Regions from separate parts of the Mus musculus genome. Here all the other regions are linked to region 1. Evidence: chromatin contacts called from public Hi-C, HiCAR-type and promoter capture Hi-C data. All regions are on one chromosome and are shown on one strand. Each heading gives the region's core, a stretch centred on a gene start, on an enhancer-like site or on the middle of the called end of the contact. The rest is flanking DNA. Distances are from core to core; before and after follow the strand shown.

Region 1 (4,039 bases), core at 821-3,320:
ATCCGAAGTCTGACATTCATCCTCTGCAGACTAGTGTTTCTGTAAACCAAGATGTTTTTGCATGTGCAGTTTAGTGTCCTCATAAATAATTTTTAAAGAATGTACAACCCCACAATTACAACAGTGAAGTTAAAATTGATGCAAAGATAACACAATGTGGCTACTTGCGCTTTTGCATTCATGAAACACGTAGGAATCAGAAAAGGAAAGACAAACTAGAGTCAATTGTTTGGTATAAAATATCAAAGGAGAGGGCTTTTCGTAAGCGATGATTAAGTTCTTGGTTAGCGTCTTTGTCTGTTAGAAAGTGTTTTTAGAGTTGTGTATTTGAGAATGAAAAGAATACACCTTCTCTATCATTCTCTTATACAAGAGTGGGATTCGTTCTGTCTAGAATTCACCGTTTAGCTGGCTTCTGTGGTGAGGAGGAAGAGTGGTGAAGGATGGAATCCCTGTGATGAAACCAGAGACGCTACTCCATGAAGTGGGAAGGAGAAAGCTAGCTTCATGAAAGGGCTTAAACTTTCGCGGGTGAAACAGTGAGGGTCACAGCTGGTGGAAGTGTTTTGTCAGATGGACACTAAGGTAAGTGGGGCCAGCGGTGAGATTTCGGAAAAGGTTCTTTTAGGTACCAGTTGGCTGCATCAATGAAAAGGAAGGAGAAGAAGGAGAGGATAGCAGAAGGGCAGAAGATCAGAGCTATCTGTGAAGAAAGGCACAGAGTGGCCTTGGGTAAAAGAATACACACATCTGGAATATACACAAGAATATAGAGGACAAAGCAACTTAAACCCTTTTTTCCCTACAACCAATGTAGAACTAGACATTCATTATTATAGAAGAAAACAGCAATAAAATACTTAACTTTGTCAACTAAGGAAAAATTTAGAACAACAATGCTTTCCTTTAGATATTGGCAAGACTACTAAAATCAATTCAGCTATACTTTTGTTTTTCTCAGAGAATATACAGACATTAATGATGTCTTACCTTATTACATATTTTTTAAAAAAATTCTTCTCTAGGAACTTAGCAATTATGATCTCTTGCATCTGCCAATACTTAGGTCTCATTTTATAAATTCAAGAGATACCCAGCATACCGGTTTTTTTGAGATCCTGACTTCTACATCAGGGGCCAGGGAAAATAAGGCCTTTATCAAAGAGGATTTTCCAACATTGCTTCGGCCTATGAAACACACCTAGTATGAGAGAGAGGTAGGGAGAATGGAGTACTTAGTATTCTCAGGGCTGAACAGTGGCTTATTTATTACATGTTGTACTTTCGGGGTTGGAGACGTGGCTCAATGGTTAGGTGCGCTTGCTGCCAGAGGATTGTAGTTCAAGTCCCAGCCAGCACGTATGGCTGCTCCCAACTGCCTGAAACTCCCGTTCCAGCGAGCACTGATGTCTTTTTCTGGGTTCTGAAGGCAACAGGCATGTGGTACACAGACATACATGCAGGCAAACCCACATAAACTAAAATGAAAATATAAAAGCACGGGCGGCTCTTCCGGAACACCGGAGTTGGATTCCCAGCACCCACACTGCGGCTCACTGCGGTCCTCCACGGGCACCGCACACGAGTGGCGCATCCACACGGAGTGTTTTCTTTTGCTGTTACGAGCTCTCTCGCTGGGTGACAGGAAATGAGCACAGGCCGACTCAGGCTCTCGCACCTACAGTAGACCCGGCGGTCAACCTCACCTCCGGCTGCTGCAAACTCGGGGCGTGGTCGAGGCGGACGGCGGAGCTGAGGTACTCGATGCGGTTCCGGGCGGTGGCCTCAAAGATGCTCTCCGCCCGCCCGATGTCCTCCAGGCTCGGGTCGAAGAGTCTCTGTTCGATAAGGCCAGGCCCCGAGTCCGCGGCGAGGTGCTGCCCCAGTTCCCGCAGCGGGTACACTACCTTCGTTAGCTGTTTCTGTGGCAGCCTTAGCACTTCTGCGAAGGCAGGGGACGTGCTGTAAACCCGGGTCCAAGGCCCCAGTGCTGGCGCTTTCTCAAGGAGCCTTCCCATTCTATGACTCAACCTAGCCGCTGCCATTTTCCTCTCCCAGAATCCTCGCGACTGGATTTTATTAGTAGGGTCTGGACAGCGCCAGACAGAAAGCTCGCTGCCGCAGCGCCTGCTGGGAATTGTAGTTTTCTAGGGTCTCCTCACCTGCTCAAGCTTCTCACCACCTCCGGGCAGAAAGGGGGAAACCCCACTGACTTTCTTTAACACCTTGGCTTTACCAACTATGTATCAGATTGGCGTGTTCTGGTCTTCAGCGGTTTCCAGATGCGAAAAACTTACCTTGTCCTGTGATCTTTGAGTCTCAAGGGAAGGAACCATAGGGACAAACTAGTGGATTCCAAGCCCGCTTTGCCTTCTGTTTCCGGTCGTTTTATCGTCGATTGACATTTATCATAAGTTCACGTCACCGAGAAAAACACGTTTGCAAAATTAAATAAGCTGGTGAGAAATGTGGTTGGAATTGCAACTCGTTTTCAGAGAAGGGACGGTATCTCTCTGACAGGCAGAGCGTTGGAGCAGCAGTTGAGAACTGACAAAGATCCATAAACCAGAAACAGAACTGGGAACAACTGGAGTCCTTTGAAGCCCCCAAATACACACCCCCTTCCTCCAATACAGTCATACCTTCTAATCCTACAAGGCCCCACTTTCCAACCCTTTCCAAACAGTTCCCTAAACTCGGGAGCAACTATTCAAATGGCTCATGGGAGCCATTCTCATTTAAACCACCACAAGCATTTAATCATTCCGTGCCCTGTCACTCCATTATTTTCTTTTTAAAGCATCTGCATATAGCAGGCACATAAACTTTAGAGTCAACATATGCTGTGTTTTCCATGGACACTTGTAATCAAACTCTTCCCTAGTCTCTACTGTAGGCAGAAGATCAAAGAGCCAGAGCCAGGTTGACTCCATGACAGGCTGTAAACTGGCAGTTTGGGAGTCTAGGCCTATTTCTGTTTCCCAGAAATGAGGACCCAGATTCAGGAGCCCATGGCCATCCAACCACAGCTGCAGACAGCCAATCCAAGGGTGCCTTACCACCTTGGAAAGTCCCCAGAGCCCTAACAAATCACAAAGGACTCATATCCCTGGAGATAGAGCCAACTAATCAAGAAAAAACAAAAGATAAAAGACACCCACTGCCACCCTAACAGGCTTTAAACTGACCCTGCAGAGCACACACTGGTGTCTCCATTCTTAAATGGAGCGACCTTTGCATGCCGAATTCTGCTGAAAGACGCTCTTTGCTGTTGCATATTATTTGAGTCTGGGGTCTCATTCTCTGGGGGTTCTCAGACCCTAACATTAGCATCGTGTTCCCAGTCCTCCTTGTCTCTCACCTAGATTATTGGCATAGCTTCCAAAATCTAGCTGTGTATCATTGCTTGTTTCTCCTTCAGGTATATTCCCAATGTAATGGCAAACATGATCCTGTTAAAATGCAAGTGAAAATCCCCAACATCTTCTAGTCTCAAATGTAACGTAGCCCACTGATGTAAGAAGCAAATATGCCCCTGTGTTGCTGCATATGCCTGTCTGGAATGCTTCACTTCCAGATATTATTACACGCCTTGTTTCTTTCCTAGTTGGGCTGTTTGTGATCATCCTTCAGAAGAAGTGGCTTTGATTTTGAGAACTGAAGCAGTTCATCACAGAGTTAACACATAAAAAAATTTAGTATGATGTAGACAGGTATTACACACTTTGTATATAATCCTTATAGGCACTTGTTTGTTTGTTTGAGTTGGTTTGCTTTTGAGACAGAGTCTATTACATAGGTCAGACTGGCCTCAAATTCGTGATCATTCTGTCTGAGCCTTCAGAGTGATGTACTACCACACCCAGATTTAGAGCTAAGATTTTTCACTAAAATTCAAGTGACTGAAGTGCTGTGACTATATTCTGCCAGGCTTAGCTGATAAGAACAGGAAGAAGGTTGGTAGATCAGTGAAGAGATTTTGCCATTCTTACAGATCATCACAGTTATTTTTCCATTGTTGTCTGTCTCTGAAACGAAT
Region 2 (4,051 bases), core at 1,031-3,530, 860 kb before region 1:
AGATACACTAACAATACTAAACTTTATTAGGCACATGTGTTAAGAGTTTGGAAATATCCCTCATGGGAATGGATGATGCTATCCAAACCTGTTAGAAAGAAATACAGAAGAAATTTGAAGAAATATCCAATTATCCAATGAAAGTTTAAAAAAATAAATAAGAAAGAGATAAACCCAATGAGGCACATCAAAAATATAAGATGCAGGTCTGGGGAACTGGCTCGGTGGTTAAAAGAACTTGCTATTGGTGCAGAGGAACCAGGTCTGGTCCCTAGTCAGCACATGGCAGTTTACAATCACTTGTAACTCCAGTTCTAGAAGATCGGGTTTCCTATTCTCACTTGAGGGTACCATGCACACTTGTGGTATACATATATACATGTACACAAAAATATTCATACACAGAAAAGAAAAATAAACCTTTAAGAAACAAAGAAAAGGAGGAAGGAAGGATCCAGCAGAGAATGCTGGCACATAATTTAATTCTATCACCTGGGAGGCAGAGAGACAGGCAAATCTCTGTTAAGTTTGAGGCCAGCCTGACTCTAGAGTGTGTTTCAGGCCAGACAGGGCTACAGAATGAGACACCACCCCAACAACAAAAAAAGCAAATGGTAACTTCATCCATTGAAAGGCCTAACAATCATAGTAGTTACATTTATTGGGTACTTACCATGCTTGATACATTAACTACATTAACCCTCAAAACAAATACAACACAGACCCTACTCACCTTTATTTTATAAACTAGTCAAGTGAAGCTAATAAAGTCGCTGTGGGGTGTGAGTAAGAATGGCCCCCACAGGCTCATATATTTGAATGCTTAGTCACCAGGGAGTTGTACTATTTGAAAGGATTAGAAGGATAAGAGTTATGGACTTGTTGGAGGAAATGTGTCACTGGCTTTTAGGTTTCAAAAGTACATGCCAATTCTCTTTGTTCCTATGGATGAGAATGCAGTTCTCAGCTACTGCTCAGGCGTCTGCCTGCATGCCAACATGCTTCCTGCTGTGATGATAATGGACTAAACCTCTAAAACTGTAAGCAAGCCCTCAATCAAACGTTTTCTTTTATAACAGTTGCTTTGGTCATGGTGTCTCTTCACAGCAACAGAACAGTGACTAAGACAGTTACCAGTAGTAACTGGCAGAGTTGTTACTGGAATTATAGATGTATTAGTTTTAGAGGCTATAATATAGGCTAGTGGCTTAAAAGAAACTGAAATTTGTCAAATACAATGTTTCCATATTAACTGTGATAGTTCCCATTTTGCTACAGTGTAATTGTTCTTTTCCCATCTTGCCCCTCTACCTCTAAGCCATCTTCTCCAAATTGACAGCCTTTCTCCAGACTCATCCAAACATTTAAACACACTTGTTCTCCAAAAATGGACACACACTGTATTATATGCACTTCTCTGAACTCTGCTTTTCATTCAGGAAAAAATAGGCACACCTTCCAAAAAATCGCCATGAAACTAACTCTTCCAAAAGAACTAACTACCATTGAGACAGCGGAAAGTCTGAACGTAACACAGCCCATTCAACAATGTTCTTACTGGTTCACACTCAAGTTAGAGGGCAGGTGCTAGGTCTATGGGGCACAGCTTTCCTTATCATATTTCCACCAGTTTATAGTTTGGTTTAGATTCCCTGGCAGAATGTTTTACACACGTTGCTTTTTCAATCATTACAATACTCCCAGGGTTTAGGTACAATCCCATTTTGCCAGTAAGTAAGCTGAATTGCCAACAAGTGGCCGGGTCCAAAGCTCCAGTTCTGAATTTCTGCCCTGCCTTGAAAGCACACACGCCTTCAGTGGGCTGTTCATGACAACATCCAGGCATGGCTATTTAGATTCAATTTTCCCTTAGTTCCATTAGCCATCCCAGGAGCCCTAGACTTTCCTATTCGTATAGCTTCCCAAGTAACTGCTAAACTCAGAAAAACTTGCAGCTGAGAAGCTCATTCTCTGGCAGAGGCCAGGAGAACGGAGGTCCTTTTCTTTCTGAACTGTAACTGGCAATCACACTGGGAGACTCGGAGCTGGCAAAAGCCTAGACCAACAAGAAACCAAGTAATGACGAGGTGGGAACAAGACTGCAACGCAATAAAAAAAAAAAAAAAGTGGGCGCTATTCACCCTCCCTCAACAAGGAAAAGGAACACTCACCGGTTGATAACACAACTCCGCACCCTCAGGACCCTTAAACTCTTCGCAAGAGATAACACGTGTTCCGACTCGTAGAACCCTTGGCCCACTAAACCACGGTCTCCGCCGCAGAGCCAATCCGGAATTTCTGCGTCATCACCAAGCGCCAGAATTACGCAAAGGCCCTGCTAAAGAAGCCCAGTGACCTCCGCCGATGCCATAGTAACAGCGTGAAAGCAAGCTTCCCGCGCAACGCCTCCTGGGAGTAGTAGTTCCGGAATGTCTGACCCCTGTCTAGCTGCTAGGTGGCAGAACTACAACTCCCAGAACCACCTGAAAGCAGTCTGGGAGGAGGCGCAGTTGTCTCTGTTGTGGCCGAAGTCTAGGCCCGAGAGTGCAAAACGTGCTGCTGGCGCCCCAGGGAGGGTCCGCCTCAAAGAAGAAGATGGAGCTGAGTCGCTGGAAACGGTTATCAAGGAAGCTGAATCTCAAGGTGATCCCAGTCGGGAGCTTTGAGGAACATGGGCCGGCCCTAGGCGCCACACAGTCCTGAAGCCAGCCGCTTCCCGCCCTGCGCTTCCTCACTCTTCCCCCGGGGGCATCCTTACCTGGCCTTGGCTACCCTAGAGCCTGCACAGCCCTAGGTAGCGTGATTTAAGGAGCCAAAGGGTCTGTGTACTCACTACTGTGATGGGCTGCATCCTGTAAGGATTATTTCTATCTATGGAGAGGTCTCCTAGTGTCCATCATGGTGAGGGGAATTTGCCCCTAATCCTTACTCTGCCACCAATTTTAGGAAACTTTCCGCACATTTTCTTCTGCCCCCTTCAAATCTGAGTTAAGGGGTCTTTAAAAGGAAAAAAAAAATCATCACACGAAATTCTCTGACGTTATCCCTTATATCTTTCCCTTTCCAGTTTTACACAAGGTATCTAAAATGAACCCAGAAGTCCAGATGGTTGTATCTCAATACTTTATCCATATGGTTATCTCTAAATTTCACGAGCATTCAAAGTTAGAGCCTCCCTGTATCTCTTACCTCTTCTGTGTATTAGCACCTAAAGGCATCAGGAGGTTGAGGAAGAATTGGGGTGGGGGTGGGGGGTAATTAAAAATAAAAGAGACACCATTTAAAACTTGGAACATTACAAAAGTCACAGCCATGCAAAGTCACAGCCACACCAAGTGTGCCTTCCAGAATACCTCTTAACAGTCACAAAAATAGATGCTTTAAATGTAAAGGAGAGTATTGAAATGGAGGGGCTTCAGCTTTCAGCAGCAGAGCAGTTTCACCAGCTGCTCTTACCTTTCAGTTTTACTTTCCTGTAAAAAGAAAAAAAAATCCTCTTAGACGAGTGGCTTTTGTGGGGGCCCCAGGTAATCATTCTTGTGGGTTATCCTAAATATAGCAGCTGTGTGCACAGGGCACATTCCGCTTAGTGAAAACCATGCTCCAGATACCAGAGGGCACAGGCCAGAGCATTAGTGAGTGGAAACTGAGGTTGCTCCATTGCATAATAGATGGGGCCCGAAATAGCATATGAATATAGATTTGATGATGCAAGGCAAAAAAAAAAAAAAAAAAAAAATTGGGACAACTTAGAACTACAAAAAGAGGGATTTTTCCCCCCTGATAGTGCTCATTATTACTGTCTAGAGGATAAAGTAAAATCCATGAGCGCCTTGAAATTCAACTGTGTTTGAATAAGATCAGCTCTTTCTTTGTTGCCATGACAGTTATTTAGACAGAACAGCTGCATTAATTGTGTGTAAGGTGAGATGAAGGTGAAGTGTTAGGTAAGTGAGGGAGGATATTATACCCTTTACAGCAACTTTCTTGTGCCAGTTGATTGGTTTCTTGTCCCGTTGTTTTAAAAAAAAAAAAAAACAAACCCCGAATA
Region 3 (3,965 bases), core at 542-3,041, 610 kb before region 1:
GGTTTTAGCTTTTAGCTCTCAAAAATAAGAAAATCTGGAAAGGGGGGGGGGGGAGCACCAATCAATGTAAGATAATCATTCCATCTTTTTCCTATTTTTTTTTCTTTCTAGTATGAGGGTTGGACCCAGTACACCAAGCTTACATGGAAGCAAGAACCATATCCCCGAGCCCCCAGCAGAGTTTAAAACAGATTCCTCAATTACATTGCAGAGAACTAAGATTTAACTGAAAATCTTATTTCCCCTAAGAAAATGTATCATTTGGGTTATAAAAGTCAAATCTGTGATTTTGTAAGGCCTTCGGCTTCAAAACAAGGAACGTTCTAAGTTTGTAGCACAAATAAAAGAGTTTAGCCCCAAACTGAAGAACATTCCTTCAGTCAAGTACATTGTTTGAGGTTTAAACATTGGCTACTACGGTGCACATAAAATGGAGTACAAAGGGTTGGGTAACCCTAGGCAAAACCATTTCTGTATTTTCACAAAATATTATGCACTCTCAAGTCTGAGAAGGGTCACTTGAATTTTTTAACAAATGCAAAAGCGAATTAAGAGCACAAGCATTACTTCACAAATTTTAAACTGACTGGGAAGGGCAATTATGTAGGACTTAAAAGAAATGTCAAAAAGGAATGACCCACAGGCAGAAAACATGAAGTCAGTAATGTCTAGACTCGATCTTCTAGTCTTTAAACTATACACACATGGATTTGGATTAATGATGTTTTCAGCCTGATCAGTTTCCGTAAAATTACTTCCCCTTCGGGAAAACCTCGTCACTTTCCCATAAGCTAGTCTGGGTCTCCAGCCCAACAAGGCAACACCACCTTTCATCACCTTCCCAACCAACCGAGACTGTCGCATTACCAACACCCTGTTCTGAGGAGAGTACAACCACCTTCTCTCCGAAAAAAAAGGTGTAAGGCCCGCTCTTACCCTTCCAGTCTCATCTGAAGACTCCCTGAACCTCTGCAAGGATGTCGGCAAACCCTTAGGATCACTGAGAACGCACATTTGTGGGGAAAGCCCTTCAGTGTGACTCTGCAGTGAGGGCCATCTCAGTGACATCCCCTCCCAAGCCTGTCTCACCGGAGACGCCTCTGCCTCCCGGGGTTTTCCTACCATCCGGATCACCCGGGCCATGGCCTTTCCCAAGGAAGGAGTTTAGGGGAATGGGATCCGTCGGTTGTTGCAGACCCCCAAGAAATAGCTAACACAATCCTACCACCTGAATCAGCCCCAAAGGCTCCAAATAGGGAACCATAATGGCCGTACTCGCTCTCAACCCAGGGAAAAGGTGGGCATCATAATCCCTAGTCAATGGACCACGGTGATGGTGAAGGGCCAGGGGTCTAGCAGAAATGAGCTCCTCGCCCGTGCAGGAGGACAACGGAAAGGGAGCCCCAAGCATCCGCAGGCCGCGATTCACACACCCTATCTGCTCTCACCCTGTCAATCGTCCCCACCAGCCACGAGTTACCTGTCGCACCTCACCTGCCCGGGCTCGAAATGCAGAAAGTGTACCTAGACGGGACCCAGAGGCTCTGTCACTGAGAGAGGGGAAGTCTTCAGCTGCAGGAGGCGGGCCAGTCCTAGCTAGTCATGTGTCCTCAAGCCCCACCCCGCTTCCCCTCGCCCGTCACGCCGCGTCTCGCAGGCTTAAATCTTTGCGGACCGCCTTGGATGTGAATGGTTCCGCGACTTCAGAAAAGCGTTAGTTTCTTTTTCTTTTCTTTTTCTTTTTTTTTTTACAATGACGGGGGTTACAGAAACTACAGTACAGAAGACGAGGATGGCAAGGGTTAAAGTGCATTGCTAAGGAAGTGACGCTAAGTCACGCTCTAGGGACCGGAAATGGCCATGAGTCCCGCCTCTAAGGCCCCAGTAAAATCCTGGGCTGGAAGACGTTAAGCCTATCACGTGATTTAAAAAAAAAAAAACCCTGTGAGGTTTGCCTGCTGGAGGATCGCCAAGTTATCCGGACCCATCACTACCTTTTGAATTTAAAACACATTTACTGCAAGTTCCCATGGGCTTTCTTACATTGAGAAGAATCCGTTTTACAAAACCCTATTAGTCGGCCAGAGGGTTTGAAGGTCACTGGAGGGCTAGAAAGGAATCGGGGTGGGGGGCGGGAAAGGCTGATCCTGCTGGCTTGAAAGCGAGAGAAGGGTGGAAAGATCCGGATTTTGCCGCCGGAGCCTACCAAGCCAGATCCCCTAGAGAGTGTCGCAAAGGGTGGGAGGAGCTAGCGGGCCGTAGGCCCGGCCCCTGGAGAGCGGGGGGCGGGGAATCCTGGCGGCGCGGAGCACTGCGCCTGCGCGCGACGCGGCGGCCGCGCCGGCGCGTTGAGGGGCGGGGTGAAAGGTCACAGCGCGGCGGCGGGTCTGGCTGGCGGCAGCTGCGGGCGGGAGCCGAGTGTCCCGAGTGCACGTGTGGAGGAGCGGCGGCGGCGGCAGCGCGGCGGCAGATTTCCCCGCGTCTCCCGGAGCCTCAGGGCCTGGCTTGGCTTCTCAGCCAAAAGACCGGCGTGTGGGGTTGAGTGGTCTGAGCTCAGGGCGCGGGCGGAGAGCTCCGGGCGACGAGGACGACGGCGTTGGCGGCGGCTGTAACGACGGCCTCAGCAGACGGGGAAGATGAAAGGGTGAGGAAGGGCAGCTGGCGGGGGTGTGGGGGGGACCCCGGCGGCCGGGGCCCAGGAGAGGGGCGTGGGTCGATGGACAGGGAGAGCGCTGCGGGGAAGAGACGCGCGCGAAGCCCGGGCGGAGGGTCATGGCCGGGCTTCCCCGGTCCCGCGGCTCCCGGAGGGGGGCGGAGGCTAGGCCGGCTGTTGGCGGGCTGAAGGGCCGACGGAGGCAAGGGCGCGAGTCCACGGTTTCACGTGTGTGCACCGCCTGAGATCACGGGGAGGAGGAATGAGGCGCCCGGGGGCCTCTTCCCGGGAGCGCACCACCGAGCCACCTGAAGGTGCTCCTCCAGATCCGGGAACGGCGCTGTGGCCGCGGGCTTTGACACGTTGCGGGTTTTCTTAAGACTTGTGGGCCGTGCAGAACCTTCTGGAGGGAAAAGGAATTGGAATAAAGAGCACGGGGGATGAGTGCTAGGAGCTAGTGACTCAACGGACTTGGGTTGGGTCAGAGCGAGTGGAGGAAGGCGGGCGGTCGGGAGGGGAGGGGGAATAAACTGGAGCGGTGTAGACTTTGGGGTGCCAAAATGTTTAAGGAAGTAGCCATGGATCAGTAGGTGGAGCTATTGCTTCAGTGGTGTGTGTGTGTGTGTGTGTGTGTGTGTTGCCCCCCCCCTCCAGTGCAAGGAGGAGAGCTGCTGCTTTTGCTCTTCGTTAGCAAAGTTGAGGTTTAATCTTGCAAATCTTCCGTAACATTAGAAGTTATTTTGGTTTAACTGTTCCCGTTTGATAGGAAGTATTTCCTTTCCATTGATTTATATACTGTTACAGTATTTAGCGTCGCGAGTTTTGGAGGTTGCCTTTACTTACAGTCATTAGAAGAAAAAAAAAGAAAGCTTAAACATATTAAACGGTCTTTTCTTTCTAAGTCAGCTGAAAATTATAACTACAGTTTCAGTTAGTTGTTTATTCAACATCGTTTTATGGAGAGCGAAGTAAGTCGTTTCTCCAAACAAGCTTGTTCTGTGTAAAATGAAGGTCCCATACCTCTGAAATGATTCTGAGAAAGTTTTGATTTTAAATCTAAATAGAAAACATTTTTTCTAAACTCTGGTTTGCTTTAAATGTTAGTTTTTCATTCGGTGTTTTTTGGGTTTTATTTTTGGCATTTTTGGGGGGATGTTTGCTCCACCTGAGCCATGATCCAGGATGCTTGGTAATTTTTAAAAATATGATCCAGTTATTTTTAGGAAGTTTTATTTTTCTAGTAGAGTACGACTTTGATGCTGTCATTTTTTTCTACTCATTGCTACACACTCAGAACATACTTGTCATGTTC
Region 4 (4,012 bases), core at 760-3,259, 1.0 Mb after region 1:
CAAATTATTTCTAATAATTTTGGCAAGGTCTTAGGCACCTGCAACCCCAGGCTTTGGGAAGCAGAGGTAAAACCCTCATCAGTCGTCAGCGTAGGCAGCCAAGAGGGAAGGATGTCCACAGTGCTGCGCTGTTTATGACCAGATCACCATTGAGCAATCGTCCCCAGGAAGGGCAAGCGACTGGCAACAAAGCACCATCATTTCCAGCATGTGGAGTTTCAGAAGGCCGCGCTCCTTTAAAGATAAGTTTGGATCAAGTATCATTCTTGGAAATACACTTCTCAAACAGCTCTCTAACTGGTGCGTTTACTTCTGTTGGCTGGCTTTTGGTAAATGGAACACATATATACCTTAGAACTATTTACATATGGCAGGACAAATGGGGAACCTTACAGGGCTTACTTTGCTGATCCATCTTTGCTAGTCCTTTATTTAAAAAAGAAAAAGATTAAGCAGTCTTACTAGCCCTTCATCTTGCTAATGAAAGCGCCTGGGTCTCTCCCATGTGTACTGCTAAGATTTTTTCCCATTTTTAATCTGTCCAGTTTATTTTCGAGAAAAAAAATAATGAGTAGAGAGTCTGACAGTGCACCCCAATAACCACACACACAAGAGCCACAGGCGGGGGGGCCACTACCATTTCCAGGTCACCTTGTTTTGTACAATGAGTTGTAGGAAAGACAGAGGCTATGTAGTGAAACCCTGTCTCACAAACATCAACAATCCATACCCCCGACCCCAAACACACACAAAGAATCAAATGCTTTAAAGTTATCCCTTGTTTGTGTCAAACAGATTCAAGGTTTTAGTCTCTGGAAAAATGTGCCAAGTTTAAAACTGGATTTAAAACAAGGCTACAGGGGATCAGTTTACTGGTCAATAGATTGTATCAATATTAATGTTCATTTTCCATTTCTTTAATTATATACTCAAAGTATCCTTTTATCCCCTTTCAGACATTACCTCCCAACAAATAAATTTCATTTCAGGCAGTTACTCTGAAGTGATGTTTGTTAGCTATAAAACAACAGATCCAACCTTCAATCTATAAATCATCTTTATATAATATAGATTAGCTGAAAGCCTGATGCATATATTGTCAATGAATACTGTTAAAGAAATTTAAAAATATATTTTACTCTTGTTATCGAACTGACATACTTGTGTGTGTGTATGTACAGTGTTAAGTTAAACCGATTACATACTTGAAAAAACTAAACTTGTTATATAATGGCATTAGTATTCCAAGCACTATGTAGCTATCTAATAGCTGTGTGGCAAGATGTGAAGAGGACACCAAGGATGTTATTTAAGGATAACTATACATGTACACAAATCATGTATTCTACGCATGTAATACTACTGATCCACATTTTAGCTTCCATTGTAGAGTAACTCCAATTCTTTAAACAAGAACAATCAGATATTAGGTCTAAAGACAGCATTTACATGTATATACATACATACTTTGTTTCCTCAAGTCCATGACAGGCAAGGCTAACCACTTGACATATATCCATATGAAAAGCTCTAGGAGCAGCTAATAACCAAACACATTAAATGCACATCTTATTTTTTTTCTTTCTGCTCTTGACGTTTGATTCAGAGGACGTAGGAACTCCTTAAATCGCAGTGTAACCGCTAACAAGGACTTCCAAGAACGCCGCAGGGCCTCAGCAGAAAAGCAGACTCCCCTAGCCTTGCCCAGCAGCGTTCAGTGCCGAGACAGCCAGAGCAGTTTTAAATGGCGCGCCAAGCCGGCTCCAGACGGGCACTGGACGGTCGCCGGGCCTTCCAAAGAGCCCCAGTGCCCCACCTTCCGTACACTAACCTGAGAGCCACCATGCCCGTGGGGGCTTCCGAGCTAGTGACGCGCTCAGGCCCGGGTGCCGGCCGAAGGACACAGCCGCCCAGCCCCACCTCCGACAAGGGGCCCAGGCCGCCATCTTCCCAGCTGCCCCTGCGCCCGCTACAGACGCGCGCAGGTCGCGCGGTCCCGAGGTCACGCACGCGCAGTCCGCGGGGAGCGGGGTGGGGTGGGGGTGGGGGTTGCTTACAAGCATCACGTGGGATTTGTTCACCTCCTCCCCCCCCCGCCCCCGGGCGCGGAGACGCATGCGCAAAGGTGCTGTCTGGGGTACTGCTGTCTCTACTGGGTTGTTCTGTCTCCCCCAAAGGGCATTTGGCTTGTGACATTGGGCGGCCTTGGCCGGTATTTTTCGCAGTAAGCTGCGGAAATGTCGGAGAGGAGCCAGGGTCAAATTGAGCGTGCATAGATGGGAAACCGTGTTATCATCCAGAGAAACCAAAGACCTGGGACAAAAATTGCTAGGCTTCTTGCCTTACCCATTCATTCCCTATGACTCCATTTCAGCTATGGGGGAAAGGTTTCCAAGAGGCGACCTTAATCTTAAAGTCACATCATTGGAGTCGCATCAACATTCTTTGATCTCTCCCAAACATTTTCCCACTCACCAGATTGCTGAAAATTCAAAGGAGCAGCCACAGGCAAAATTACTGAAAACACTCATTCACATATGGTTGCTTGATGGGTAACTATCTAAAGTCTTTTGTCAGGCAATCTGGCCATGTTATTATAATACACACAATTTTCAGTACGCTTTGAACTATCATGCCCTTTATGACTATTCTAAATATTGGCGCAAGACATCCCAAGACCAAATTCCCAGCACAAAAAGGAGATTTGCCCCAGAGACACAAAGGGCAGAGAGCAAAAGACAAAGACTAGAAATGGGGAGGAGGGAGAAGAAGGAGGAAAGAAGAGAGGAGGAAGGGTTTTTTTGTTGGGGGAGGGGGCACATAGGACTGCCTCTGAATCGACAGGAGACAGACATGGCTCATAGGAATATGGCTGTTTATAAAGGTTAAAGGGTGAACCCCATGTACGGATGAGGTGTTTAATTGGACAGGTTAGTTAGGACAGCCACAAGGGGGCTTTTGATTGCTGGACTTAAATACTTTGATTTCTGGACTAGGTTTAGCAGGAAGTGACCAAATAAGGGAATAGACCTTGGGGGCTACAGTTTCTAGCAAGGCAGAGGAAATGAGAGAGAAGGACCAGGCCTTCCAGAGACATGTTTGCCATGCTCAAGGTGGCTAGAGTCCCTTCAAACAGGAGTTCATAAGGCTCTGTGTTACCTTCAATAGCACCGTTTTGTTGTTGTTGTTGTTGTTGTTGTTGTTGTTGTTTTTTAACAAGGGGGTGGGGGAATGGCAGGGAAGGGGGTGAATCAATGGCAATAGAAAATAATTCAATTAATTGTGATACTAGGGTCTCTGGATTCTGACATCTTTCAAAATAATTTTGGCAGCCTCAAGTCTCACTAAGTATAGGACTTTATCTTGTCTATTCTGCTTGAAATTTCTGTACTTTGTGAAAAAAATATATGTTTTTATGTAAAACCACTTTATTTGTCTCAGTTTGTTTTGTCAGATTGAGGACCTAGGAAGGAAGGATTTTTAATTGGACAATTGTCTACACCCATAAGATTGGCCTGGAGGCACGTCTGTGGGGGGCATTTTCTTGATTGCTGATTGATGTAGGTGGTCCTAGCCCTCTGCGGGCCTGGATTGTATAAAATGTCAGTGGCTGTGAGCCTGGAAACAAGTTAGTGAGCAATATTCCTTGGTGGTCTCTGCTTCAAGCTTCTGTGGTGAATTTCTGCCTTGTCTCTCCTCAGTGATGAATATTTACCAGTAAGCCAAATAAACTCTTTCCCCCGTACAGTTGCCTTTGGTCATGCCATTTATTACAACAACAGAAGGAAACTTGGGTACTGTCCTTTTAGAGATTCGCGGGAACAGTTGTTGGTGCCAAAGACAAGAGCAAAGGGCAGGCACCGTGAGACAGACGCGTCTTTGGAGTTTTGAGAACATGAAATGGTAGACTCTGCCGGAGGAGCTTGATAGAGAAAGACAGAACAAACCTTTCCCTCTAGAGCTGCTGTGTCTCTCACACAGGAAGCCTGTGACCGAAGATGATAGACTGGGT
Region 5 (4,017 bases), core at 365-2,864, 910 kb after region 1:
ACTAGGACACTGAAGCCTATTCTTTACAAAGCAGGTGCTACGCAAATGTAAGATTCTGATACCTGGTATGGATTTGGCGTGTTCTCAACTGTTCTCTAGGGCTCTCAGGGCCTAAACGGAGCATATGGTATTAACATTGTTTCACATAAATGGAGCATATGACATTAAGATTGTTTCACAGCGTCTCTGGGCTCAAACACTTTTTCCCCCCTGGAGAATGTCTCAATCTTTGGGGATGTACTGGGCCTGACTAACTTGAGGTAAGTATTTCTAATTCTCCTGCCCAGGCTCTGCCCTGGAGAATCATACAGAAAGTTCCTGATTATGGCTTCTTGCACTGGCCTTCAGGCATTACCTTCCGATTTTCACTCATCTGTGGTCTTATTTCATACAAACAGAAGGTGCCAACTTAGACTCCAGGGTACTCATAAAATAAGGCATTGCCACACAGTGTTTTCAGGAATCACAGTGGACCAAGAGTAATGTTTTCGAGCTTTGAATTCTACTAAAGTCAGAACTTGAGCCCAAGAGGGATGGGGGTGGAGTGGGGTGAGAAAAACCAGGCTAAAACAATGCGTCCAGAAAATTGAGTGTGCCCAGTAAAACTCAAGTAAACCTTTGGAGTTGATGAGAAGACAGGTGGCTCAGCATTCAAACTCTCTGATGTTTTACAAGTATTTGATCTGTGAGTAATGTTATGATATCAGAGAAGGGTTCAACCTACACACCCTTAAGGACTTCCTCAGAGATGAAAAGACAGTGAGGCTAGTTCTTAGGTAGAACTTAGAAAGTATTTCCCTTGTACTAAGCTGGCAAGTTCACAACAGTTCACAACCCTCAGTCTGGACGCAGCAGCTCTTTCCTCCTCGTGTTCTTTGCCTGCTTTTCTTCTGGAGGAAGCAGTGGCCAAAGTGGGAGATAACAAAATGTGTTTGAAGGTGGGGGGAGGGCGCGGAGGACATAGGGCTGGTTAAAGGTAGGAGACAGTGGATTGCACGCCCCTAGAGGTGGTGGTGGGGTGCTGGAAGGGAGAAAGGGGAGAGAGAGAAAGCGGAGAAGCGAACGGGGAGAGAGACAATATGATTCAATCCATCACTCTATTTTTATTTGGGAAAGAAAAACAAGTTAAAAGTTACATAATTTTCAAACAGCACCTCTACCTCTAAGGCTTTGCTCTCCATTGAAAGGAGCAGCCACGCCCCTCTACAGGATTCCTGAAGTCTCTAGGCGAGGTCCGAGTCTCATAATGGAGGGGTCTGATCTAAGAAATTCCAAAAGTTCTTGCTTTCTTTAACCTCCCCTTCTTTGCGTGTCCTGGGCGCTGGAAGGACGCTTTGGAGCCTTTAAGTGGTGCCAGGCCCCTTCCCTGCTGTCACGCCAGAACCCTAAGTCCTTACCTGGGCTGGGCTAGGGTCCTCAGCGGAGTTAGGCTGGATCCGAAGGTCATTGTTGAGAGGTGTCAGCTCTTCCTGAGGCCCGTCCAGCATCGAGAGCTCCAGCTCTTCCCGGGGCGATTGGGATCTGGACCCTTCTTCCATGGCAGCGCCGAAGACGGAGGCTCCGCTGAGAGGCAAGACTCTAGCACCTAAGGGTGCAGAGTCCAGCACAGGGAGACTACTCAGCTCACACTCCACCCACCAGGCGCGGCAGGTAGACCTCGGGCGGCGCCAGATAGGCCTGCGGTGGCGGACCTGGAGGGGAGGGGCGAAGCCAGAGAGAGTGGAAGCACTCCGGCTTTGGTTAGCTGACCTTGCTCAGGAAAGGTAGATGCAAGTGGGACCGGCTGTTTTTCAGGTTTGTTCAGGGTGCTAGCTGCAATGCCTTTCCGTGTGGATGCAGACCGCAGAAGCTCACAGGGCCTGATTGCAAGCTGGACTGTGGCAAGGAAGGGATAGGCAGGGTTGGGTGGGGAGGGTGTTGGGGGACGGGGGAGGGTGCGGTTCCGGAAACTTTCCAGCCTTCTACCTGGACCAGTGTGATGCTGAAACTTACTCCAGTACTCACTGTCTAGCGAGGGCTCATCTACCAAATCAACAAACAGCTATGAATCATCTTCCGTGTGCCAGGCAGCATGCTTGATTCCGAACACACGAAGATGAATAATACACAGCCCCGAAGTAATTTTCATACACTACCTCTACCTCTATGGCTTTGCTCTCCATTGAAAGGAGCAGCCACGCCCCTCCTGATTCAGGCACAGGGGCAGTATCAGTATCCCTTAGACTAGTAAGGGCAATCGGCACTGTGTGAGTTCTTCATACGCTTGTGTTTCTCAGCACAGAAGACAGTGACTCGCAGAAGCAAAAATTCATAAACATTACTGATTTACTGATTATTGTTTATCTTTGAGAGGAGGGGTCATGAACACCGCACCTGAAGAAAAGGCCCATGTGTCAGGAAGCATACAATGCCTTCCACACCCCATGCACAGCTCAGAACTGGCTTAGTGAGCCGGGAATTACGTTTGCAAAGCAAAGTGTGTATTGGGTATTGGTCCAAAGATCTTGCCTCTAGCTAAACCTTCTTTTCAGAACCACCATCCTCTCCCCATTTCCTTCCTCTCACATAGATAGTTATTAAGACCAGTTTGAGGATTCCAGAAATATTTGGAAATATCTCTTTTCTTTGCAGTGCTAGGGGCTCAGCCCAGGTATATGGCCCTACCCCTGGGTTTTATCACCAGTCACCAGAGAGATGCTGTTATTGTGATGTTTATCCTTAATCCCAAAGAAAGTGTTTTTAGAAAATTGAACTAAGTACTATGAACTGGAAATACTCATTATCACAGGGTAGTCATAATTTGCCAATCACTTTTACTAATTTGGAAAATAACATTTCCTGTTCTCTGTCCTTTCAATTCTACTTTCTCTACAGTTCTGTGCAGTGCTCTGAGTCCTGTTTAATATAGTGTTACTATTTCTCCTTTGAAATTCTTTTTCATCCCATTTTACTTGTTTGGTGCTACGGTTAACTCTGCCCTCTGACAGGAAAAATACGGTTCTAATATGGAGTGAGACACTCTCTAAATTAAGATAAATCAAGAACTGGGATGGGCTGAGCAAGTACTATAGACTTACAGCTATTCAAACCATGCATTACGAGGCTTTGAGAACAAATTGAAATCTTGGCCCTTTAAATTTTACAAAAACAACCAGAAGCCAGGAGATAGCATACCTGAAAAGTTTGACTTTCAGAACACTCACCCAAAATGCATCTGGCCTTTCACTGCTGGCCACCTGTGTGACCAAGAGCTCAGAGGTATGCCTCAGTCCACCTCTTACCATTCTGCTTTCTGTCGCTTAGTGAAGATTGGAAACCCTGAGTTTTGTGTGGGGTGGGTCAGTTTCTTTGTAGGCAACATGATGCTGTGCACCCATGATCCATCTTGATGCCGACAGATCAAATTGCATTGGAAACCAACACATTTGCTACCTCCTCTGCCAGTTACTGAGTTTTGCTAAATTTCCATTTATGAGGTGCCTTTGTTTTGTGCATTGAGTTTTGTGATAATGCTGACAGTCAGGTATGGCTTCCCAGAGATATCTTACTATGTGCCATGTTTGTCTCAATCCTTGTAAATGTCTCTTCTTGCATTGGAACACAGAGGAAGAACACCTATCTCTCTAAGTTCTCACTTTATTTTAGAGACTTGGTTTGTGCCATTACTTTAGTTTTCTTCCATCCATGAGTCAGTAACATTTTGATATTTTTGAATTAATATCATTATATCCTTGGGGACTTTTATGGAATATATATTAATTTGTCTGCCTTACAATGAATATTAGTTATGTGCTCAATCTGACACTTTCAGTTGAAAAAATGATTAATTTTATTGATAATACTTACATTCTTTTTCAAGGATCTATCCTCATATAAGTCACAGTTAACAATCCATCTGTTACAGTTACAAAAGAGAAGGGACATACTTATGAATCCAGGGAACAAAGCTTGACACCCTTGTGTAGACACCAGGAAAATTGGGTCTTCCACATCCATGTCCCCAGCTAACAATGCCAG
Region 6 (3,803 bases), core at 994-3,493, 660 kb after region 1:
ACTTCATCTATTTTTTTTCTCCCTATTGTTGAACCTATTCTCCATTTGTTCTTATCATGTAGGATAGCTGGAAAAAACTCTAGGCAAATGTATCCTCTGGTTCCACAGCTAGGGATCAATACATTTTACTTTATCTCCAGCTAACAGATTGTGGCGTGCTAATTCTACACCATTATTTTTAACCACTATGCCTTTCTCTCTCAATGAAGCCCAAGCCCTAGCAAAGGCTGTAATAAGAAAATGCAGGGATATCTGGCTTTTGTAGTGAAAAAAATAACAGTGTTATAGGACAAAAGAAAAAGCAGATGCACACATCCTGGGGATGGTGAAAACCAAAAACACAGGGACTGGGGATCAGGGAGTCAAAGGATAGGCTTCACTATGAAAAATTCACATCATATTTATTATATTCTCCTTTAGTTCATGCCAGGCAGTGGTAGGCTTTCTGTTTCTCAGAAAGATGACGTGGAATTGCTGGGCGGTAACCAGGGAACACTCCAGTCTAGAATGAATCCAAAATGTATTAGGTAAGACACATTATTTAACCTCCCTGGAGCCTGGGGGTGGGGCGGGGCGGGGCGGGGGGAAGACATCAGTACTAATCTCAGGGTTAAATGAAACATAGGTGGGAAACTGAAAAATCATAATGCTTCAATATCTGAAACTTCTGAGTACTGACAATGTTATAATGAAAAATTCCACACCTGCCATCATGTGATAGTTATAGTCATCAAGAGGAACTGTATAATCATGGCATTATCTGAGGGTGTGTGTGTGTGTGTGTGTGTGTGTGTGTGTGTGTGTGTGTGTGAGAGAGAGAGAGAGAGAGAGAGAGAGAGAGAGAGAGAGAGAGAGACCTACATGAAAAATGAATGAATTTCCTGTTTAGTCTGGAGTCCCACTCCCAAGAGATCTTATTGTGCATATGCAAATATACAAAAATCTTTATTAAATAGCATTTTTGAATGGTAAAGATCCTAGGAGCTTGCCTACTGCAAACCCAGCAAGTCAGTGCTGCAGCAATATCACAGGTGTGAGGTGACAATTCCACGGTTAAAACCCTGAAGACAGTGCCCAGAATTTAACGGATGCTAAAAGATTAACCAATCAAGAATTAACTAGAGAGTCCAATCATGAAGATTCAAAAAAAAAAATCCTCCTACAATTCTTATCAAGAAGGTGGATGTTCATTAGCTCCTGGGTCTTAGCTGACAACTCCACAGCTGCTAGGTGCATAGCCCCATTCCCCTATTCTTTCTAGGTCTGATTTTGTACCTTATTTCATTGCAGCCACAGAGACTTGGAGAGAAAAAAAAGAACCTCTCTCTCCGATTCTTTGTAAAACAGAAAGCAATTCCTTGTTTGAACATTAAGAGCATCTAGCTGACAGATCCACATTCCTCTTTGTTAAGAAAGGTAACACAAGTCGGTCTTTGTCAGCCTGATGAAAAGTGGTACCTGGGGTTTAATTGCGTTTAGATTCGCATTCAATTCTACCAATTCCGTGTGTATAAAGAATAAGGCGTATGACCACCCTTCCTTTTAAAATTTTCTGCCTTGTAAACAGTACCAAAGACTCAAAATGTCGGCCTCTCCTCTAAATACCTTGGCATTTAACAAGACCACTAAGCTGTGGCTTGCTCGCTGCAGTACTGCTAGATGCTTCATGGTTTCCTAGGCAAGGAGCAGAAATGCAGCAAGAGAGGGGGTGAGAAAGAGAGCAAGCGAGATTACTAGGCTACACCCCTGCTGCAGGTTAAGGACCAACATAGGGGACGCAAAGAGCTACTCCTCCCCTTCTGGGAGCCATGGAGCTCAGGCCGTGTTTTCGCAATGGAATCGCAGCAAGGAGCAAAGCCGCCCACCCTAGATACACGCGTTCCCCGGGCTTTCTCCGGCCGGTGCCTCCTTACAGAGCTCCGAGCCCCGGATACCACTTCTCCAAAGAACAGCTTCCTTGCTTTTCTCGCAGGCTCCACTGGCTTCTGAGAGCCGCGGCTCCAGATCGCCCATTCCGCCCTCCTTCGCATCTCAGATTCCACTCACCAGACTGCCCATCCTTGCTCTGGGCCGCAGCTAGACACCAGCTTCTCGGGGTCTGAGCTCTTCCACGATGGAGGATATCTCCGCAACACCTGTGAGCAGGGACACTACTATTCGCCGTAGAGAGAGCCCCCTCCACTGCACAGGCAGACTCTACAGCTCCTCTAGTGTGGAGGAAGAGACGACCAACCAACCACGCCCTCTACAACCTCATCCCTAGCCCCTGCCCCCGCCCCCGCCAGGTTCTCGCCTTTTAGAGTAATATAGCAAAAATGTGAAAGAATCACTCTATATTTTTTTCATTTTAGATTTATTTATCTTATTTTACATGTGTATGCATGTTTCGTCTGCATTCCCATCACTGGCCTCTCTCCCGTGCCAAATGGCAGTATAGGGTGACGTAGTCCATACAGAAAAATCAGAGTGGGAACTAACTTGAGTGGACAGTAATTTGAGTCAGAAACCTGGTGCATCCTGTGGTTCTGTACAGCAAAAGATAAACACGGAGAACAGAACAATAGTGTGTGTGTGTGTGTGTGTGTGTGTGTGTGTGTGTGTAGGGGGAAGGTAAGGAGCTTCATACAGACACCCTGGGGGAAAAAAAAAAGGAAAACTTTATTTTACGATTTGTTATATTAAAGGCCAGTGCGAGTGTGTGTGTGTGTGTGTGTGTGTGTGTGTGTGTGTGTGTGGTTACCAGGTACCTCATCTAGAGCTTTAGAGGTCCTAAGGGCTCAGAGTTACCTGTGAACACACTTCCTGAAAACCCAAAAGCACTTTCTTTCTGCTAATCAGATTGTCCTGCAGTATTCCTTAAAACAGATGAGAACCAAGGGACAGATCAAATGAGTCACAGGAAGCCCTGGAACTGAGGTTTTTCCTTGATGAAAGCTTTACAGAAACGATTGACTATATTGGTGACATTTCTGTTTCTGTACTAGAGTAGAAACCTGTGGAAAAAGATTTGTTGGGCTTATAGCTACAGGAGGAGAGTCTCTAAGTGACCAGGAGGCATGGTACCAGGCTGCCAGAGAGATCACATCTTCAATCACAAGTATAAAGCAGAGAGAGAGAGAGAGAGAGAGAGAGAGAGAGAGAGAGAGAGAGAGAGAGAGAGAGAGAGAGATCGAGAAAGAGAGAGAGAGGAGAGAGAGACTTGGGACCTACAACTGAAGGTCACCCTCTAAAACCTGACAGTGGGACCCATTGCTGAGGTCAACTTTCATTCAGCTCACTGAACATAGAGAGGCTAGAGCTGAGGTTTGGACTCTAGACTCTAGTCTCTCTGGTGTGAGAAGGTATTCTACAGACCATGAAAAGACAAACCTGGACACTAAACCTGCCTCTAAATCCTCTACCCACAATATGTCCTGCCTATGAGATTTTAGTAGAAAATGTGAGGGAGTGACCAACCAATGTTTAGTTTAACTTGAGGCCCACCCTATAAGAGAGAGCTTGTACCTATATTGCCTGGATGGTCAAGAACCAGATAATGGAAAGCCCAGAGTCCTAGGGTAGAACCAAACACAGCTGGGGAAAGAAAGAAGGAAAGAGAGAGAAAGACAGAAAGAAAAAGAGAAAGAAAGAAAGAAAGAAAGAGAGAGAGGGAGAGAGAGAAAGAGGGAGAGAGAGAAAGAAAGAAAGAAAAAGAAAGAAAGAAAGAAAGAAAGAGAGAGAGAGAAAGGGGGAGAGAGAAGAAGAAGAAGAAAAAATGGAAGGAAGAAAAGAATGATTCTTAATGACATTCTGCTATACTAATA
Region 7 (3,744 bases), core at 213-2,712, 980 kb after region 1:
TATAAACTGTTTATCAGCTTGCACAGGACCTAAAAAGGGAGTGTGGGGGACAGAGGGTTAGTGTGTTTCCCTTTGCAATAAATGTCACAGGTCAGAAGTGAGTGGTGCATCTACACACACACACACACACACACACACACACACACACACACAGACACACACCCACACCACAGAAGACCCCCAGGGAGCCCATTCACAGACAATAGCTGACCACAATCTTGCAGCCAGAACCTAGTTCCCTCCTTGAAAATCCTGGATGATGAGGACATGATCTCCCATTCTTAATGGAGGATGCATTGGAGGCTCACGGGGAACCGGGAGGATTCTGATCTGCTCTCTGGGATCTGCTGTTTTCACTAACTCATCCTATCTAAGTTTGTGATGCGTCAAAGAACTGAATTGGGTCTTCTCAGAGACTCTTAGAAGCCAAGCCCTACGATGCCCAACAAATAGGTGGGATAGCAGTTATGTAACAGTAAATCACAGCTTGCCAGAAAAGATGGGCTTCTTTGACTTAGCTCAGCTGTCCTCCTGGAACCCAAACACACAGTATCTGGACAGAAAGGCACTTATCACATAAGGATTCCCTTCCTGTTCAGGGGAACTCATCTGCTCAAGAGATCCTGAGCACCTCCAAGGGATACAGCTTCCATGGAGGATGACAAGTTGGCTAGCCTGACCCCCTTCCTTTGTTTCACCGTGTAACCAGCTGGTTCCCTTGGGGGTAAGAACAGCCCAAGAAGGCTAAGGAGATCACACAGCAGCAGCGCTTAGCCCTACTCTGAATGGAAACATCAAAAGGGCTCCAGTTTTGCTTACAGCTCAGAAGGAAGCTTGAGTCTCATATAGGTGGAGAATCCTCTAAACTAGCTAGGAAATTGTGCAGAGAGCCCTCAGAATTGCAGCCAGCCCTGGAGAAATAAAGGCATGCTCATCTCTCCCGGTGAGACCCAGACCTTGGCAACAGGGGATCTCCCCGGGCCTCACATGGAAAGAAAAGGCCCTAGCAGGGTTTCCCTGCCCAGCGCCCCAACAACCAATATCCTTGCCCGCCTTACCGTCCCGTCCATCAACCATTTCTGAAAATGGGCCCTGCCCGGGGGCGGGTGCTCTATATCCTCAGCACACTGCAGGATGATCCAGTCCACCAGCTTGTTCTCCAGATCCGCGTCATACTTCTGCTCAATCTTCTCCTGCACCTCTCGGCTTAAGCCATAGCTCGGACCCCTGTTAGCCATCTCTGGAAGAGAAGAGAGGACACACGCGGCATCCACACAATAGCAGCCACAGGAGCCCCCGGGTTTCCTGAGAACCCGGCTGGGATGTGGCAGGGAGGCCGAACCCAGCAGCAGCAAAGCGGGCAGAAAGCCGGGCGTGGTTTAAAATCAAGGAGCCAATGAAGCCAATGGGGTTTCACCTACAAACGGGAAAGAAAAGCGCAGCCACGCGCCGCTCTGGACTCTAGAATAAAGCCCTGGCCAGCCCACGGGGGGCTGGAACCCCCCTTTCTCAGTCCTGCCTGTCAGGCAGACCGGATGATGTACATGGGACTCATTCGTGAGCATAAGCCCCCAGACAGACGGTGGGTGGTGGGCGATGGTTGCTTGCTTCCGCTCTCAGCAGCACTTTGCTAGAGATGCCCAGAGCAGGTAATTAACAGGCGGGAGAAAGGATGTCTCAACATTACGCCGCGGATGGTGCAGGAGATTGGAAGCAAGGCGCCCTGGATTTGATTTTCTCACGGCTAAGGAGGGTCAAACCAGGGCTGTTGCTAAGAGCGCCCCAAAACCAGCCCTCTCCTAGACAGGCCAGACCGCCTGCCTCCCGCTGGGAGCTTCTTTCTCTGCCGCACAATCCTTTCTTCTCCTCTGGGAAACCCAGCATTGTATCTGAGGCCCCACACAGCTGCCTGAGGGGACTTGGGCCTCTGGGAGGGTCCATTCTGCTAAGTGCCCATCTGCCAGGAATAGCCAAACCACTTTAACCTTGCACTGAAGGGACAGTTGTTACAGGACAGGATGGGGTCGGGATGGGGGTGACACTGGAAGCTGCAACCGTTTACTTAAGCTGTCAAGGCAGTTCCATCCAGAAACTTCCAACCCGTAGAAAACCTCTGGGCTTGGTTTGGCTCTATTCAAGGGATAAGTCTTATAAATGTTACTTTAAAATAAAATATATAAGACAAATTTTCTAATTAAACAGAAGTCTCTCCGTACCCTAAAAGTTTTGGTAGGTTGCATTCAGTGCACAGATATTCATGCAAGTAAAACGTTCATGAATATAAAATAAATATTTTAAATTAGTATTTTTTTAAAAGGTGAAAAAGTCTTAGAATCAGCAAGTAAACTGAGACTGGAACGTCAGACTGGCTCCAGGTAATAAAACACTGCTTTGCAAGGGTTTGAGGTTAGAGTTTTCAGTAATTTTAAGGGTCAGTTTGTAAATTCTGTCATCTTTAGTTACTGGGTTACATAAGTAAAAGTGACAAAGATGAAGTATCCAAAATGAATTGCTCTTTATTTTTGTTACACTTCCCAATAATTTATATTCTTGAAGATATTTGTATTCAAGTCTCTACAGAAGATAAACACTGTATAATTGTATGGTCCTGGGCTTTCTTCGCCACATTGCTTTCAGAGATGCCACAGCGGAAGTTTGAATCTGGTCCTGATGAGAATCCATATCCCAAGGATGGTGGCAAGTGCCAGCAGTAAAAAGCCAGTTATTAGGCACTTACCAACCTCACACTAATTTGCCATGCAAGGGAATTCGAATATTTTCAGGAGAAAGAAAACCACCAGATCATCACTGGATAAAAGGCAAGAGACTCACTCATCTGACTGATGTAGCTGAATTAATAGTGGTGCTACTTTACTGCAGAAGAACTCACAGGTAGGGTGGTATACAAAGGACAGAGGTAATAAAAGTTGGTCCTGCTACTGTCTGAGATCATTGGGCGACTGTTTTATAAGTCTGGCGCTCAGGAGAATCATCTAATGGGTAGAAACTTGAGTCATCTGCTTGGTAGGTAGGAGTTAAAACCATGAACCTGGGTGACGTTACTCAAGCAAGTAACATGAAAAGACCATCAAGGCCAGAACTAAAGGAAAATTAACATTACAAGTTGGGCGGGGGTGGGGGGGAGGGCGGAGGCCCTGAGGAATTCAGGCACCAAGTCCGAGCTGTTTGGGGATAAATAAATGATGCCATAAAAACAAGTTCAAACTCAAAAGTGCTTTAAAGAAAGAGATTGGAGCATCAGCAGAGGATTTCAAGGCAGTAAATTCTATCAATAATGCACAGGCAAAGCACTGTCATGGCAGGGACCGTAGGGACCAACCTCCTGGAGTAAGAGGGATGGGCTGAGTCAAGGGCTGCGAAGAGATGCTGAAGGCTACGAATGAAGACCCAGTGAGCTTCATTAATTGATGGAAGAAAGCAAACCTCTCAGTAAACCCCTGAATATACCAGTATAAACAAGGTAAAATGGGAAGTATCATGCTCCCTAAAATATATATTTACCTTAGAAACTTGCCTGCATTTTTCTAGATGTAGTCTCTATATTCTATTTCTGTCATAACTCAAGAAACTCTAGTTCCTGGGATTCAACGCCATTTTTTGGTCTCCTCTGGCACTTAAAAGCACGTGGGCACATGAATTCATGAAGATGCACACACATAAACATAAAACATATTTCTTCTTTTTTAAAAAAAAGAACTTCAAAAGAGTCAGTTAGCCCTCCAT

What was found. Promoter capture Hi-C pulls out the DNA fragments that hold promoters and counts their contacts. Hi-C and Micro-C count contacts between places; a contact is called where the count stands out from the background. HiCAR-type assays count read pairs that join an accessible place to other places. Capture Hi-C pulls out chosen DNA fragments and counts their contacts.
Region 2: a contact with region 1 is called in a promoter capture Hi-C map of liver, with 4 times the contacts expected there. The contact joins the promoter of Qtrt2 here to the promoter of Gtpbp8 in region 1. A contact is called at or near these places in 3 of 39 promoter capture datasets (the C10 cell line, liver and pre-B cells).
Region 3: a promoter capture Hi-C map of erythroid cells shows a contact between it and region 1, with 4 times the contacts expected there. The contact joins the promoter of Atp6v1a here to the promoter of Gtpbp8 in region 1. A contact is called at or near these places in 3 of 39 promoter capture datasets (cranial neural crest, erythroid cells and maxillary cranial neural crest), 2 of 484 Hi-C or Micro-C datasets (both in embryonic stem cells), 2 of 115 datasets of contacts at active chromatin or transcription factors (bone marrow-derived dendritic cells and effector CD8 T cells) and 1 of 9 other capture datasets (adipose tissue).
Region 4: a promoter capture Hi-C map of liver shows a contact between it and region 1, with 4 times the contacts expected there. The contact joins the promoter of Abhd10 here to the promoter of Gtpbp8 in region 1. A contact is called at or near these places in 7 of 39 promoter capture datasets (the 3T3-L1 cell line, 3T3-L1-derived adipocytes, the C10 cell line and 4 more), 2 of 115 datasets of contacts at active chromatin or transcription factors (the 230-238 cell line and astrocytes) and 2 of 9 other capture datasets (adipose tissue and liver).
Region 5: a promoter capture Hi-C map of hippocampal neurons shows a contact between it and region 1, with 5 times the contacts expected there. The contact joins the promoter of BC016579 here to the promoter of Gtpbp8 in region 1. A contact is called at or near these places in 6 of 39 promoter capture datasets (the C10 cell line, the SN4741 cell line, cranial neural crest and 3 more) and 1 of 115 datasets of contacts at active chromatin or transcription factors (forebrain).
Region 6: a contact with region 1 is called in a Hi-C map of cerebral cortex, with 2.9 times the contacts expected there. The contact joins the promoter of Cd200 here to the promoter of Gtpbp8 in region 1. A contact is called at or near these places in 5 of 39 promoter capture datasets (the C10 cell line, embryonic stem cells, hippocampal neurons and 2 more), 3 of 484 Hi-C or Micro-C datasets (cerebral cortex and cortical neurons) and 2 of 115 datasets of contacts at active chromatin or transcription factors (astrocytes and embryonic forebrain).
Region 7: a HiCAR-type map of astrocytes shows a contact between it and region 1, with 4 times the contacts expected there. The contact joins the promoter of Tagln3 here to the promoter of Gtpbp8 in region 1. A contact is called at or near these places in 3 of 39 promoter capture datasets (the C10 cell line, cranial neural crest and hippocampal neurons), 5 of 115 datasets of contacts at active chromatin or transcription factors (the 230-238 cell line, astrocytes, embryonic forebrain and 2 more) and 1 of 9 other capture datasets (adipose tissue).

Annotation. Positions count from the first base shown.
Region 1 is chr16:44,744,293-44,748,331 of GRCm38.p6, forward strand. Gtpbp8 (GTP-binding protein 8 (putative)) reads right to left here and starts at 2,071. Exons shown (of 6, transcript NM_025332.3): 1 at 1,707-2,071; 2 at 1,103-1,201. The coding sequence starts at 2,045.
Region 2 is chr16:43,887,396-43,891,446 of GRCm38.p6, forward strand. It overlaps Qtrt2 (queuine tRNA-ribosyltransferase accessory subunit 2), which reads right to left and starts at 2,281. Exons shown (of 9, transcript NM_001356329.1): 1 at 2,172-2,281. Ccdc191 (coiled-coil domain containing 191) reads left to right here and starts at 2,507. Exons shown (of 16, transcript NM_027801.1): 1 at 2,507-2,643. The coding sequence starts at 2,596.
Region 3 is chr16:44,137,468-44,141,432 of GRCm38.p6, forward strand. It overlaps Atp6v1a (ATPase, H+ transporting, lysosomal V1 subunit A), which reads right to left and starts at 1,792. Exons shown (of 15, transcript NM_007508.6): 1 at 1,495-1,792. Naa50 (N(alpha)-acetyltransferase 50, NatE catalytic subunit) reads left to right here and starts at 2,324. Exons shown (of 5, transcript NM_001347239.1): 1 at 2,324-2,644. The coding sequence starts at 2,637.
Region 4 is chr16:45,740,946-45,744,957 of GRCm38.p6, forward strand. It overlaps Abhd10 (abhydrolase domain containing 10), which reads right to left and starts at 2,010. Exons shown (of 5, transcript NM_172511.4): 1 at 1,832-2,010. The coding sequence starts at 1,946.
Region 5 is chr16:45,652,504-45,656,520 of GRCm38.p6, forward strand. BC016579 (cDNA sequence, BC016579) reads right to left here and starts at 1,615. Exons shown (of 6, transcript NM_145389.2): 1 at 1,398-1,615. The coding sequence starts at 1,538. Tmprss7 (transmembrane serine protease 7) reads right to left here. Exons shown (of 18, transcript NM_172455.3): 18 at 3,814-4,017. The coding sequence ends at 3,905.
Region 6 is chr16:45,406,810-45,410,612 of GRCm38.p6, forward strand. It overlaps Cd200 (CD200 antigen), which reads right to left and starts at 2,244. Exons shown (of 6, transcript NM_010818.3): 1 at 2,047-2,244. The coding sequence starts at 2,058.
Region 7 is chr16:45,723,069-45,726,812 of GRCm38.p6, forward strand. It overlaps Tagln3 (transgelin 3), which reads right to left and starts at 1,463. Exons shown (of 4, transcript NM_019754.3): 1 at 1,059-1,463; 2 at 1-29. The coding sequence starts at 1,238.